Linked DNA regions of Mus musculus: region 1 is linked to region 2. The links are chromatin contacts, called in public capture Hi-C maps. All regions are on one chromosome and are shown on one strand. The core of a region is the stretch at or near the end of the contact, and the rest is flanking DNA. Distances in the headings are between cores, read along the strand shown. Region 1 has its middle 61 kb from the start of Gm6360. Region 2 overlaps Prmt9 (protein arginine methyltransferase 9).

What was found. Capture Hi-C pulls out chosen DNA fragments and counts their contacts.
Region 1: a contact with region 2 is called in a capture Hi-C map of embryonic stem cells, with 4 times the contacts expected there. The contact joins two enhancer-like sites. A contact is called at or near these places in 1 of 15 datasets of contacts at CTCF or cohesin (stem cell-derived epiblast-like cells), 1 of 115 datasets of contacts at active chromatin or transcription factors (embryonic stem cells) and 1 of 9 other capture datasets (embryonic stem cells).

Annotation. Positions count from the first base shown.
Region 1 is chr8:78,129,208-78,136,818 of GRCm38.p6, reverse strand. No RefSeq gene overlaps it. Among named protein-coding and RNA genes, the nearest start is that of Gm6360, 61 kb to the right of the region's middle. Within about 2 kb of position 2,273, at least 4 of the 459 cell types and tissues checked have an H3K27ac peak or open chromatin away from gene starts, as enhancers often do. A contact at or near this core is called in embryonic stem cells, where this site is marked.
Region 2 is chr8:77,577,041-77,584,626 of GRCm38.p6, reverse strand. It overlaps Prmt9 (protein arginine methyltransferase 9), which reads right to left. Exons shown (of 12, transcript NM_001081240.3): 10 at 7,136-7,289; 11 at 3,879-4,001; 12 at 3,289-3,593. The coding sequence ends at 3,378. Among named protein-coding and RNA genes, the nearest start is that of Tmem184c, 30 kb to the left of the region's middle. Within about 2 kb of position 5,411, at least 11 of the 459 cell types and tissues checked have an H3K27ac peak or open chromatin away from gene starts, as enhancers often do. A contact at or near this core is called in embryonic stem cells, where this site is marked.

The DNA of each region.
Region 1 (7,611 bases), core at 1,024-3,523, 560 kb before region 2:
GAACTCTTTCAGATAAGAGATTTTTGTTGTTGTTGTTGTTGTTAAATACCCAGACTCACATTATGCTGTTTTAGAAGGACACAGTTATTCAAATATTTTGACACTTTCAAAATAGGGAAAGATGCTTTGATTTACTTCAGCCATATCAAAAACATTGAAAAACCATTGTTAAACTATTCAGTGTTGAAGAGGTGATAATCTCCGCTCAAATGCTGCATGCATGTCCCTCTGTCCTACTGTACTGGCTGGCTTTCTGTGTCAACTTGACACAAGTTAGAGTCATCAGAGAGGAAGGAGCCTCAGTTGAGGAAATGCCTCCATGAGATCCATCTATAAGGCATTTTCTCAATTAGTGATCCATGGGGGAGGTCCTTGGCCATGGTGGTGCCATCCCTGGGCTGGTGGTCCTGGGTTCTATAAGGAAGCAGGCTGAGCAAGGCATGGGAAGCAAGCCAGTAAGCAGCATCCCTCCATGGCTTCTGTGTCAGCTCCTGCCTCAGTATCCTGCCCTGCTTAAGTTCCTGTCCTGACTTCCTCCAGTGATGGACTATGATCTGGAAGTGTGAGCTGAATAAATCCTTTCCTCCCCAACTTGCTTTTTGGTCCTGGTACTTTGTTGCAGTAATAGAAACCCTGACTAAGACATCTGCTGAGAGATTCTGAAGTGTGTCTGGGAAGCAATCTCCTCTGTATCCCAATTTCAAAGTGCACTGATAAGTGGCTCTGAAGCCCCCCCTTTTTCTTTAAATGTAGCCATCTTCTCTCTGTGTGTTTTCTATTCAGAGCCTCTTGTAACCCTGCTGACAGGCCCATGCTTTAGAGCGCTATCAAATGTTGATTCTCCATCAATTATAGGTTCCTGGTTCTCCATCGATTATAGGTCAAAGCACAGGGACTTCTAATAAAACAGGAGAGTGCTGACTACACTGAGGTGGTCTGTTGACAGACACGCATATTTACTGAGCATCTACCTACTCAGTTATATTAAGTACTTGTTATATTTAAGGCTATGCAATGCAACTTGTAAGCATCAGCCATGACGGGTACCATACAATGTTATCTCTGAAAGTCTGATTAACTAAAATGGATCAAGCATTTTAACTAAGCCTAGTGAAAATACAAAACCCAAGATGACAACTGGGAGTTCTAGTTTCATGTCATTTAGAAAGATCCATAGTAGTCACTGGGTATCTTGCAGAATAAGGACAGAATCCAAGTTGCCACATTAATGGTTCCGACTATTAATCATCTTTCTGGTATTTAATGGAAGATTTCACATGAAACATGTGGATACTTATCATGATAAATGGGCCTTAATTATAACGATACATGGGCCCTGCATTTCCCCAGGACTTCCCTGTATGTTTCTCACATGTACTAAACTATAACAAGAATATACTGAAAGAGTAGTTCTCTCTAAACATTTTTTATTAGGAGTATCAGATGTGTTAAATTTGCATATACATTATAATATAAATTTTACATTGAGGTCTGCCGCCCACCTCCATAAAGTTACACCATTAACTCATCTTCTCTTGATTAAATGACCTGTATGAGTTAGAGGTCAGCACTGACAAAGATATCACAGTCTAATCTACTGGTATTATGACCCCAATTATCCCCAGTTACCGTTTTCAGGAGGCTACCTAACAGGCTAAATGAATTTCTAAAAATGATAGAAGACAGTATTTGCTAAATCTAGCACAAACTCCATTTGCCTTTATTTTCCAGCCATGACCACTACCGGTCCTTCCCACATACGCCCTGGTTCTGCATTAACAAACTTTTACTTTCTCTTTGAGAAAAGGTCAAGGTTCTGAAGGTCCCTTTTTTGACAATAATGATGATGATGATGATGGTAATTCTTATTATCCTGCCATTATGAAACCCATGTTTTTCTCCTACACCAAATAATCAACAAAACCATGCCCTTAGAGCTAGCCTTCACATCAACTTGGCCCAGTTTGGATTGTTCATCATGAAGCTGAACTGTTGATAAACCTAGAACATGATTGTAGGAAAAAGAAAATAAAACCCACATTGTGAACACTTTTTTTTTTTCATTTTACAGTAGTAGGACATCTCATCTCGGTTCCTGCTGGATGGAGTGAGTCTGCAGAGAGCACAAGAGAGGATTATGAGGCTTTACAAACACAAAGGAAGGCCAAGTCCTCCTCTTTACCTCTGTATAAAGAGCCTGCTGTCCACTGCCAGGTGAACCCAGAATCAACCAGCTGGATGTGGTCTGGCCCCCTCTCTACCTTCCAGCCCTGAGCTCCAGGACTTGCGGGACTGAATGGTCTGACCTCCTGCGCTCCCCTGGGGCGGGACTGAATGGACTGGACTGCCTCTGCCTCTTCTATTGGAAATGGCGATTTCTTAGCAGTAGCTTCCCTTGGAAGGCTCTGTCTCCTTTATACTCCTCCTCGGTCTGGATCACTAGATCCTTGAAGAAAGTTCTTTCTTCTCCTAGAAACATCCAGCCACAAGCAAATTTTCTTTTTTGCTATCACTGAGCTTCACATCTTAGTGTTTGATTTTGACATTTACTATATGCCGGGACTATGTGAGATATCACACATTATGGAATGTGATCTGACTTTATGATTATACAAACCTATGTAACTAACTTTATTATCCCTGTTTGAAAGAGAGAATATCTGAGTTCCAATATAAATAGTGTAACTTACTTACATCTAAGAGTTCAGCTTCCAAAAACTGTATTGCTACTTTGAATTATACAGCATCGTCATTGGCAAAATGTTTCCATAACATCCAATGGCCTTTATTATCTATACAGCATCTGCTGGCCTTTACTTCTTATCAGATAGCCTGCTACCTAGGACATGGTACCTTGAATAGGATATATTACCTATTGTGCAATTAAGACTGTCATATGGGTATTAGTCATTATTATTACTGGTTAAAATAGTAATAGTAGGAGTATATGTGTTTGAGGGTTTATTATCTACCTCATACATTAAAATGAAAGATTCTCAAAGACAGATACCACTTTATAACTCTTTTATTCTCTTGTAAGAATAATGTCCCATACATAGTAAGAGCTTAACAATTCACTGATGAATGAATGATAAATATAAATGACAAGAATGACTGTTGAGTTACATTGTTTGATTGTTGAGTTATATATCCTTCCCCACACAGGGAACTTACAATGCTTGCTGATCCATGTCTTCCTTTACAGTCCCCTTTTCCAGGAATTAGGGACTTGAAGTTGTGAGTGTGGGAACATAATCTCTGGCATACCTGGTCCAACACTCCCACATGCCCACCTTCATGCTGGTGGTGGCTTTCTTCTCTGACATGGTCCCACAGGCATCACAAGTGACCCAGTCATTCTGCGTTCATTGCCTTTGGCTGCTCTCTAATCCCTGTCTTCTTCACGCCTTGAGCCTGTCCTTCATCTCATAGCCACTGGCTACCTCTGGGTAGGCAATACCTGATTACACATTCACACTAACATGCTATTTAAAATGTTCAAAAACCCATCTCTAAAATTCTATGACCCCCTCATCTAAGTGACTACATTTATTTTCCAACTTTCTATGCGTATGATGGTGTTCAAGTATTAAAAAGTACAAATATCCACGCTTCTGTTGATAAAACCCTAAATCTTGGTATCTTCTGTGGTAGAACTTAGGAACCAAATCCCATCTCCTTAGAAAAAGAGTTGGTATTGGGAAAGCCTTGGGGAATCCTTGTGCTCTCCCAATAATTTGGCACTCTCTGCCCCATCCAACCGGCTAGGTGCTGTAGAAGCAGGGGCTTCATCGACAGTGGGGTAAGTGGAGGGTTTACCCCTCCTATCACCTATGAAAAGTGTCAATCTTCCTTAAAGAAAACACCAGTGACTAAAGTAAGGAAAAGCAAGCAAAGTAGAGATAGAAAGCGCTAGAAATCGGGGTGAGGGGAGAGAAATATCAGTGAGATGGAAAGGAAAAGCCGGAGAGCTACCAAAGCAGAGAAGAAAATGGAAAACCAGAGAGGCTGATCAGACAGCAGTGAAGGGCCAAAGACTCTACCAGCCAACCTGTGATAACCAAGCAGGAAAGGGAACCTGAGCTACTGAGAAAACAGACTTGGGAAGACGCGAAGGAGGCACCATAAATTACTCCTGTGAGAAAGAATGGGTGATCCAAATAAAATATAATTTATGTTCTTCTAGTTAAAATTACTTATGATATTTTTAAGTTAACCATATTATCGAAACAGTACTATTACACAAAGCCAACTATTCTATATGTGTCTAGTAGAGACATACCTTAGTAAGGATGTGGATGCAGTACGTTGGTTAATCTGCTGTCTTCTAGAACACAGGACTAAGGAGACAGTGCTGGGATCTCCCCAGTGCTGCCTCGTTATGCCGTGCACTGCCTTTGGCAATATGAGGACTCAGTCATAAGCTAATTTCCACTATAAAATAAGGAGTGATTTAAGTCCCGATAAGGACAGCTATGATCTTGCTCCTAGGCATATAATCTTTATGTTCAAATAAACTGATCTTCATTTTCCTCTCAGAGAAGCTGAGACCCTTCCCACTTTAGGCAGGTGATTTTGTTCTGTCAGACTAGAGCCCCCCCCCCCCCCCAGTCTCAGTCTTGCTTCAATATCACTTTCCACACTGGCTAGATGACGTGCTAATGGACTGGGTGGTGGCAGGAGGTCTGAATCTTTGACAGGTAACTACTACCCGGTGTCCCCTGCCGTGCGGGTGGGACTCAGTGTTCAAGCCTTCTCCTTTGCTTATTGAAAGCTGCAGATTTACAGTCAGTTTCCATTAGGGAGGAATCTAGGTAAAATGGAGCACACAGCTGGGAGCAAAGAGAAGTAACCCAGCACTGTGCACGGTGTAAAGCAGATAGGACCGCTAGGTCTCTACTCATTGATAATGCCCCCTTACAGCAAGTCTCTCAGGGTACGGCGGCCATTTTCATGGTAGTCACCGTCTCTGTTTTTGTTCTGAACAAAGTTGTCCAATGTGTGTACTCACGTAGCCCAGGCTGGCCTTTATGCCACTGTGGCTATAACACTGAACTTCTGATTGTCCTTCCTTCACCTCCTCAGAACTAGGATCATAGCCATGCCCCACTACATGCAGCTTACGCACTGCTGGGGATTGAAACCATGTATTTATTTAATGATGGCTGTCCTCGGCATTCCAGTGTTACTGCTGTTGATGAAATGTTGAGAGAAAGGTGTGGTCCCTGGCAGGGCCAGTTTTATTGTCCCTTTCCCATATTTCTATATATTGTTTTAGAAGCTAAGCTATTACACACACACTCTCCTTTCCAGTGGTAATGGGGACAAGAGAAGATGCTGGGCAGTCAGGTCCAGACTGAGGGATGAGATAGAGTTCTTGGAATTTTGTGATTCTCGCTTGGCAGCCATAGCTGTCTGGAGCTTTCAGAATTCATATCCAGTGATGATGTTTAAGCTCTTGGGGCCTCTTATCACAACAGGACATCATGGACACAATTCTGCCTGCACTGGCTAGATCCATCCATGTCCATGTCATGTTTAATATTTAAACACATTTTAGCATCATTTGAGGTTTCCTCGGTGGCCATCTGCAAAACCAATAGGAATAACAGTGTGGCTTGTGGGCCAGGACAAATGCACAGAGAGTCAGGAGCTTGAGCAGATCTACTAGGAAGCTGCGTTTATTCAAACACCTGTCTTCCCCTCCCACCATCTGTGCGGGCCCTGTACCCTTTAGCCCCACTGCTCGCCCTTGCAATTATCCTGTCAAGACGAGGGCAGCTCAGGCGGCTTTGATGTGGCTTTAATATGGCCAGTTGAGTCTAATGATGACTTCCTTAAACAACAATGATTTTGCTATATATTCACATCGGTGTGCCTAAGTCTACGTGTGAGGAGCCCATCTGAGGGCAAGCACCAGTGTGTGTTCTGCAAAGAGGCTATCAAATGTGCGAGACGGTAGGCCTTCTAAAGTTGTAAGTGACATCGGCAGAAGGAAGAGTAGTTCACAGGTCACAGTGACATTCAAAGGACATGTTCATATTTTAATGCATTACTAAGAATTCTTTCCCCTCAAATTCTCAATCTATGACTAGAAGTTGTCTACATAGAGCCCTCAAGGAAAAGAAAGAAAGACAGAAAGAAGTGTACTGTGCACCCTAGACCTCTTCTGTAACTGGCTGTACTGTAGCAGCGTATGTCCTGTAGCACAGATATTTCGGGTGAGTTTCATGTCACTTTCCAGGGCTGGGCTACTGAACCCAGATTCTCATAATCCTATGCAAAGCTCTACTGCTGAGCCACATCACCCATCCCAAGATAGGGCTCACAGGACTCGTATCTTGGATTACAGCAGACTACATTGTACAATTCAAATGTATGTGTTCTTTGCTCCAATTGGTCAGAACATTTACCTGGTGATATCACTTCAGTGGGTATGATTCAACTTCTAAGGCCTCAGCTCACCATGAGGGATGTATTGTGTTTTATCTCCTACAGAAGGCAAAACACGGAAGCCAGGGCTGGAGAGAGAAGCTAGAAGATGAGAACATTCTGACTCGGATCATGACAACCTGAGGTTGAATTCCCTGCTAGTCATGGAAAACAAAAAATCAAAACAAAACAAACACACACAAACACAAGATCAAAACAAACAAAAGCAAAAACAAGCAACGACAAAAAAAAAAAAAAAACCACCAACAACAGAAAACAACAACAAACCAGGCAAGGCTGTATGTACCAGCAGTCCCAGTATTGGGCGTCAGCAGCAGCAGCAGCAGCAGCAGCAGCAGCAGCAGCAGCAGCAGCAGCAGCGTGCAAACAATGTGAGTTCTGGTTCAGTAAGAAACACTACCTTAAGGCAAAAAGGCTAAGCACACGGGAGAAGATATCTACCCAATATCCTGATCACACACCACAGAGCACACTTGAACCAGAAGTGCCAGGTACTAAGATAGACACAGTAGAAACCCTAGATGGGAGTGATAAACCGGGCAGAAGTGCGGTCCATTCTCGTGGGGCTGAGTCTACGGAAGGCAGCACCGCTCACGGAAGCTGCGTGGATTCCCAAAAGGTGTACAGCACTTTTGCCGGCTTAGACTTTGGCAACCGAGTACAGACAGGTGCTGCTTCTTGGAAATTATTTCTGAAATTTAAGGAAAGTTTTAACACAAGTATGAGTAGTCAGGCTTTACTTCAAGCATGACTTTTGTAAGTGGGGACATGTTGTTCAAGGGGAAAGTTCTAGTTACTGGTATGGTTTATCCTTCCCCGTCCCCCAGGTTTGTTAAGTAAGGCCACAACAAGCCTTTAATGACAATACTCAATTGCTTTCAGGAACCAGGAATTCCTGGTTTAAATAGCAAGGCACACAGAATCCCACAAGAACTAGCAGGTTGTGAGTCCCTGCCCACCAAATCACCATCCCTGAGCTGAGAGTGGAGACCCGACCGTGCTTCCTCACCATCATGCTTAAGCTTGTGAGGTCAATCAACAAATTCAAAGGAGATACGCTGTGTATGTCACATCAATTTCTTTGCTGATTAGATGAAATGTGCTCTGTGTTGTTCTCAAATTAGACACTCATTATGCATAATTAGCCCCTTCCACGGA
Region 2 (7,586 bases), core at 4,162-6,661:
AAAAAAAAAAAAAAGAAGAAGAAGAGGAAGAGGAAGAGGAAGAGGAAGAGGAAGAGGAAGAGGAAGAGGAAGAAGAAGAAGAAGAAGAAGAAGAAGAAGAAGAAGAAGAAGAAGAAGAAGAAGAAGAAGAAGAAGAAGAAGCAGCAGCAGCAGCAGCAGCAGCAGCAGCTGCTCAAGTCAGGCCCAGTGGCTCACTCTTTCCTGCTATCTTCGGATCACTGGTCCAGCACCATGTCTGCCTGCCTACCACAAAGCTTCCTGTCATGACAATAACGGACTAATAAACCTCTGAACTGTCAGCCAACCCCAATGAAATGTTTTCTTTTTTTTTTTGTTTTTTCTTTATAAAGGTTGCTGTGGTCACGGGGTCACGGTGTCTCTTCACAGCAATAGGAACCCAAACTAAGGCTCCCCAGAAAATTGCTATTGCAGTTAGTATAACACTATAGGGACAGACTCAACTTCCCAAGACTGCTGAGCCAGGTTAGCAGAAGATGCGGGAAATTATTTTTTGGACTAAAGAAAACACACATAAGCCCAAGAGGCTATGAGAAAAAAAAAAGCAAAGCTGCTGCAACTGTAGTAAAACAAATGAAGATTAGGACCAGCAAACATCACAGTTACAGGACTGATGTGGACATTCTCAGTCCCCAAAGACACTCGTGAGGAGCTGGGGGTCAAAGTGAGGATCAAGTTATCTGTTGCCTTCAAAGGTGCACGCACGCCTTTAATCCCAGCACTCGGGAGGCAGAGGCAGGTGGATCTGAGTTCGAGGCCAGCCTGGTCTACAAAGTGAGTTCCAGGACAGCCAGGGCTACACAGAGAAACCCTGTCTCAAAAAACCAAAAACAAAAACAAAATGTGTCCCCATTACAAACAGATGCTACCACAGGATGAAAGGATGGGAAAGCTATTCCAAACAAATGGAACTATAAACAAGCAAAGTGTCACTGTTCTAATACATGGCAGAGCCAGACAAAAGGCCTTAGAGAAGTCATTTTATCTAAGGTGACAATCTATCAAGAGGACATAACAATTCTGAATTTCTATGAACCTATTTCAAAAAACAAAAACTGCTCAATGGAAAGTCAGAGAACCGGATAGAACAATGGCTCGGCAGCAGAGCTTGCACACAAGTAGCAGGACTGGAATACAGAACTCCAGTACCAACATCCAAGCCAGGCAGCTGTGGTTGCCTGAGATGCCAGCATTCTGGAGGCAGCCAGGATCCCCAAGGCAATGTGGCCAGATAGAGTTACTGTTCTTGGTACTCGCTGACTTCGGAAAGAGAACATACTTCAATTAACAAGAGTGAGTGACTGAGAAAGACACCATATCAACCTCAGGGTTCAACATGTATGCATAAATGTATGCAAAGTAGCACATACAGGTTCTCCTTACACAAACCACATGCAAATAATTAAAAAAAAATAGATTGGCTTTTAAAAAATTATTTATTTTATGTATATGAGTACACTGTAGCTGTCTTCAGACATATCAGAAGAGGGCATTGGATCCCATTACAAATGGTTGTGAGCCACCATGTGGTTGCTAGGAACTGAATTCAGGACCTCTGAATGAGCAGGCAGTGCTTCTAACCGCTGTGCCATCTATCCAGCCCACAAATCAAAGTTATAAGTCAAATAAAAAGTCACAAATTAATCCCAAAACACAGTAAGTGATTTCAATATTCCATTGTCACTAGCAGATCATCTTGACAAAAAGTAAGTCCCTCAGCTAAATGACATCATATATCAATAGACCATATGGACGGTACAGGACAGTCCACCCAAACCCTTCTGAATAGACTTCTCAGCAACCTGCAGAACTGACTCTGAAAGGTCCAGAATAAACCCTGTAGCCCGACATAAGCCTTAGCAAACATGAGGGATTTGAAATAACTTCTCTTATTGTGATCACACTGCTAGAAGTCAATAGCAAGAGGGACTACAGAGCATGCAAGCTTGGGGGAATTCAACAGCACACCATTGAACAGCGCACAGTCAGTGAAGAGATCAAGAAGGCAATACAAACTCAAGACTCAAAGCAAAAGGCAAACAGACCATACGGACACCTATGAGGCCTGGCAAAAGCATTCCCAAGAGGAAAGTTGTAGGCAAACATGCCCACAGTAAAAACAAACAAACCAAACAGAGGTTCTCAAATAAGTGACGTCTCACCTTAGAGTCTTGGAGAACTAAGAACAAGTCAGACCCAAAACAGTGGTTGAAACGAGATTATTAAGATGGAGGCAGACATGAATGAAACAGAAAAGATTGAGTGAAGCTGAGTTGATTCTGAGTAGATAAACAAGGCATGGGGACACAGCTTACCAAAATGTTTGACTAGCATGTCCAAAGCTCGGAGGTTGGTCCCCAGCAGTTTACACATAAAATGTAATGTCAGCATTGAGGAAATAGATAGGAGATTCAGAAATTAAAGATTATCCTCAGATACTAATTTGAGACCAGCCTGGGATACATAAGGCCCTGTCCATAAATAAATGTAGGGAGGACGGAACCCAGGAAGAAAGGCGAGGAGAGGAGAAGAGAGAGGAGATAGGGACAGAGACAGAGAGGAAGACAGGGACAGAGATGCACACAAGGGCAAGGACTTTCTGAAATGTGCTAGATCACTCAGAAAATAATATCAACAATTGAAAATAGGCTCCTGGACTGGGGAGATGGCTCAGTGGTTTAGAGCATAGGCTGCTCTTCTAGAGATCCTGAGTTCAATTCCCAGCAACCACATGGTGGTTCACAACCATCTGTAATGGGATCTGATGCCCTCTTCTGGCATGTCTGAAGATAGCTACAGTGTACTCATAGACATAAAATAAATTAATTTTTAAAAAATGGGTACAAAGCTTTGCAACAGGGCATTCAAATCAAAATTTGAACTTACACAAATTCTGCTTTGGCATTTTTAAGCTTTTGTTTGCCACTGATGTTTAACTTTCTTTTTGCCAAAGTAGAGAAGGAAACATTGCCTCCTGAGGACACTTCTCCCTACGCCCTTCATTCGTTAATACTCCCAGTACCTAACAGAAGCAGGCTCTGGTTCAGAGCCGCTGCTGCAGACTTTTACACATTGCCCCGTTATAAGCCGAGACCTGGAAACCTTAACCATTGGCTTAACTGAGATGACCACGAGGCAGACACCTTGTAAATCACTACAAAGTCTCAACAAAATCCCAGCACAATGGCTTCCCAATCTAAAGAAACAAAAGATAGCTCCTTGTCTAGAAAGCAAAGTCTACATTTTAAAAATAATGTTACATACACTTTAAGACTTTTAACATGGGCTTTATTATTGCAACCCTTAAACATTTTTGATGACTCCAGGGATTTTCACACATTCATTGTTCGATGACAATCTCACGGCTTCACTGCGATGCTGACGTTGCTTTTGTGATGCTCAACGCTGAGCACAAGCTCCTCTCCCGCTTGTACTTGGATGGGATTATCCAGAACAACTGCAGCTTGTTTCCAGTGGGAGGCTTCACCTGAGGTGTCCAGCCTCACCTCGTCATCCAGGCACAGATGAAACCAAAATGGAACAGCGGTCACTCGACCAGACCTGCACACACGGACCTGTCGAAAGTAAATTTTGAACATTCCATCAAGGAAAGTTAGGTCTTTTTTTTTTCCTTTCTAATCAATATGAATACAGAAACTAAATATATATTTAACTCCTCATTCTAATTTAATTGTAACTAATTTTAAACACTAATATTTATCTAGTCTATGTTTGCATGTTGTTTAGAATAAGATTTAACTCTTCAAAGGAAATGATAGCCCGTGTAAATAAAGATAGTACCTTCCGTTTAAGGTAAATGTCTTGAAATGACAAGAGTGATCATTTGTAGCTGTCCTTACCTTTACTTCTTTATTGGAAGTGTTCAAATATGGAGTCATCAGATCCAACCTCAACAGCTCCACTGGTTGGCTTAAAGGGACACATGGCAAAGAAGATAAATCCAGACATACCCGGATAGGCACCTAAAAAGAGAGCCCACTTTCACTTAGATCATTTCGCAGTCAGCACTTCCTCTGCACTCCATCAGCTCCTCTGACAATGCTTCCTATGCCTCGGTATTTTGCGCATCAGTCCTAAGGCATGAAAAGCTAGGTTTGTAGGCAGGTTCAGCACCTTGGTGTGCTTTGTTACTTACAGGCTTTTTTCTTGGAAGGAAACACACTACACTTTCAAGTGGCCAAACCATTCCAAAAACATTTATACCTAGAACATGTATACTAACAAGCAAACAATGTAACATTTAGTATTTACTGTATTTGATCAGAGACACCAAATTCAGCCAGGCATGGTGGCTCATGCCCTAAATACCAGAGTCAGAGGCCAAGATAGCTCTGTGAGAGGCCAGCTTGGTCTAACAGTGAGTTCCAGAATAGCCAAGTCTAACCAATGAGATCTTGTCACAAACAAACAAAATTTCATCTGAACAGATTCACTCAGAAAAATGATCTCTTCTCTACAAAGCTGTGGTTCTTTCAAAATCTTGCCTACAAATTCAAGTCGCTGGGGAAGCTGCTCAGGGCTCACCCATGGCAGTTTGTAGCCAGGCCCAGGATTCTGAAGCCTGTTCCTTGTATGAACTAAGAAGATGGTGCTGCTCAGAGGGTGCTTTCCTTTCTGGGAGAGGCTGAGCTCAGTCTTCATGAGTGGCCGGATTCACCAACCTCTCCCAGGCACTCCAATCTTCCCTGGACTGTGCCGTGGACTCCTGTTCTCTTAGGCCAGGCCCTGAGACCCTCATTCCCACTTCTCCCTGCCTGGGACTGAGATGCTCACAGCTCTCCTGCATCGTACTGCCTGTCTCCACTTTTCTCAGCTTAACCTCCTAGCCTCCCCTGCTGCTATTACACTAAAGCTTAGCACCTTGCAAGCTCTCTATATTCAGTTCTCAAGCCTTTCTTTGCACACCGCTAGTGTGCCGTCCACTCTATGGTTTTAATGACATCCATGATACTGACTGCCAACTTTACATGCTTAGCCTAGTTTTCTTTGAATCCTCCTTATCCAGCTGCTCAATGACCCCCTCTGACACCTCTTATATACACAATACAGCTTACCACTCCACTGTTTCCCTACATTAAAAAATGGTAACTAGCCTTCCTGGTCCTTTCTCATATTCTACATCCAATCTATAAAACTCCCACCTTTAAAATCTATGCAGAAGCTCACTTGGCCCCAGGTCCAGTCTAAGCCGGTCTAAGCCAGTCTAAGCCAGTCTAAGCCAGTCTAAGCCAGTCTAAGTCTCATTGACTGTTATGGATGTCTCTGACTGGCCTCACAAATGTTTTATTCCTAACAGTCACCAAAGAGACTTTTCAACGCAGGTTGTTACATCATTCCACGCCCAGCCCCCTGTGATGCTGCCTAAGGATCCTGATTTACCCCATGGGGCATGTCCCACACCATGTCAGAGATTCTCATACTGGGCAGCTATCTATCTAGGGTGTGGAGTCATTTAATTCCATCTCTGGAATCAGAAATGGCATCCTAGGTGTTAAGGGCAAGGAGGTATCTGACTATATAGTGTTAATGCTGGAGTTAGAGGTCTTGCCCTCTTTCTGCCAAGGAACAGCTGAGGAGTTGGCTGAGGAGTCTGTAGTCCCTGTCTAAGCCCTGATCCTGAAGGAGAGGAATAGTTGTTAGTGTATTATATTCTTTTAACAACCTCTGATTCTGTTTCATTGATCGACACAGTTTTCTAGTGGTCAATCATCCTAAGAGAGGAGACAATACTAAGGCAATGGGGTAAATAGACTCTAAAGTACAAAACTGCTAAGGAAGGTTAAGGACTGTCTTTACATAAGTGGTCAAGTGACCATGATAAACGGGCCAACTGTATGGTGTTATGTATGTTCTGTAGAAACACAGTGGGTGGGGCTTAACCCAGGCATGCTCGTTCAAGAACACTGAGGGATGGAGTGCATTATCCCAGTTACATTAGATGAAAACCACACAGACCACAAGGGCACAGTGGTCATGAGAGGGAGACACTGTGAAAGGGCAACAGGACCAGCATCTTGTAGACCCTGACAGAATTAAGAGCTGCTGGAGTCGGGATCAAGTGGGAATAAAATAGAAAGATAGGGATTGGAGAGATGTCCTAGCAGTTAAGAGTGGTTACCGCTCTGGCAGATAGATGCCAGGGTGGCTCACAACCATCTGTAATTCTAGTTCCAGATCTTATCTCCTCTAGACTACATGAGCAATGCACTCACAAGATACACATGCATACAAACAAACACTCACACACTAAAGTAAGAAAATAATCCTTTTAAAACATTACAATAGAAAGATGGGTGGCAGTTTGGGACCATGCACAGAAACAGCTTAAACATCTCTACCTTGTGAAGATCACAAGAGAGAGATATTAAACTAACTCTAAAACCTTGGTTAGCCACACCCCCAACCCCCAAAAAGAGTAGTTAAATAATTTATTCCTTAAGTAGTCAAGGAAGACTTCGGGCATCCTCAAGAGCTGACTAGTTGGAGCCTTTAGACATCATTTCTCTGACTTTGTACTCAACATCCCACTTCATCCATCTTGAACCCCACGTGGCTTCCCTGGGCACTCTATCTAGACACACCTTATGCACACACATGTGCATCTGTGTGGGTGTCACTCTCTTTCTAAATCCCAGCGACTCCTTGTTTCTTAAACTGGTACTAACCTTCCCTCTTGAGCCCCACCCACCCCTGCTATGCAGACAGGTGGCCCAGACCTGGACTCCAGCTGCCCATGCCAATCAGTAGCCGATCTGAAGCTTCAATACAGAAATTCAAGCTTCGGATACAGTCTTCTGGATGCTTCTTTGTTACAAAAGTACAACTGTTTACTGCATGCCTAAAACCTCTTGTTGTTCTTTTATTCTATGACAGCGATGCAGAGCAAACTCTATTAACTTTCGTCCGTATTCACAACAGAAGCCCTTGGTTATCCTAACCCTCAGGTTGATTTCCTCCCTGACCAGTTCCTTTGCTCCAGGAAACTGACAGCCCTTCTTATCCAACTAAACCTGCTAACTAGGTAAAAACTCAAAAGAAGAGACAAAGACCCCGGGAGATACTGACATCCTGGCTGCACAGTTCTCTAGACACTTACCTGAAACTGGTTAATAAAAGGTGCTATGTTTAGCCCAAGAGTATGTTCTGTCCCTTGAACCGCACTCTCTTCTACCAGCGTCTGGGACTCCACAAGCATCCCAAACATCAGCACATACTGTGGGAAGATCTTGCCTCCAGACTGCAATAAACATCTGAAAAGGGGTAAATACTTTTAAAAGCCTTAGATATAAGCAAGCATTGTAAATTAATTAAGTATAGATGGTATGTAGTTTGGTGGACCTTGTCACTAGTGGCTAGTAGCTCAGAATTTAAACCACTAGAAATAATTGCCCAAGAAGTCATATTTGGACTGTTAACTCAGGAGACAGACTAAGGTAAATAATAATAATAATAATAATAATTCTTTTTATGAATGGAAAGTTCTTTGGTGTTTTTTTTTTAAGATTTATTTATTTATTATATGTAAGTACACTGTAGCTGTCTGCAGA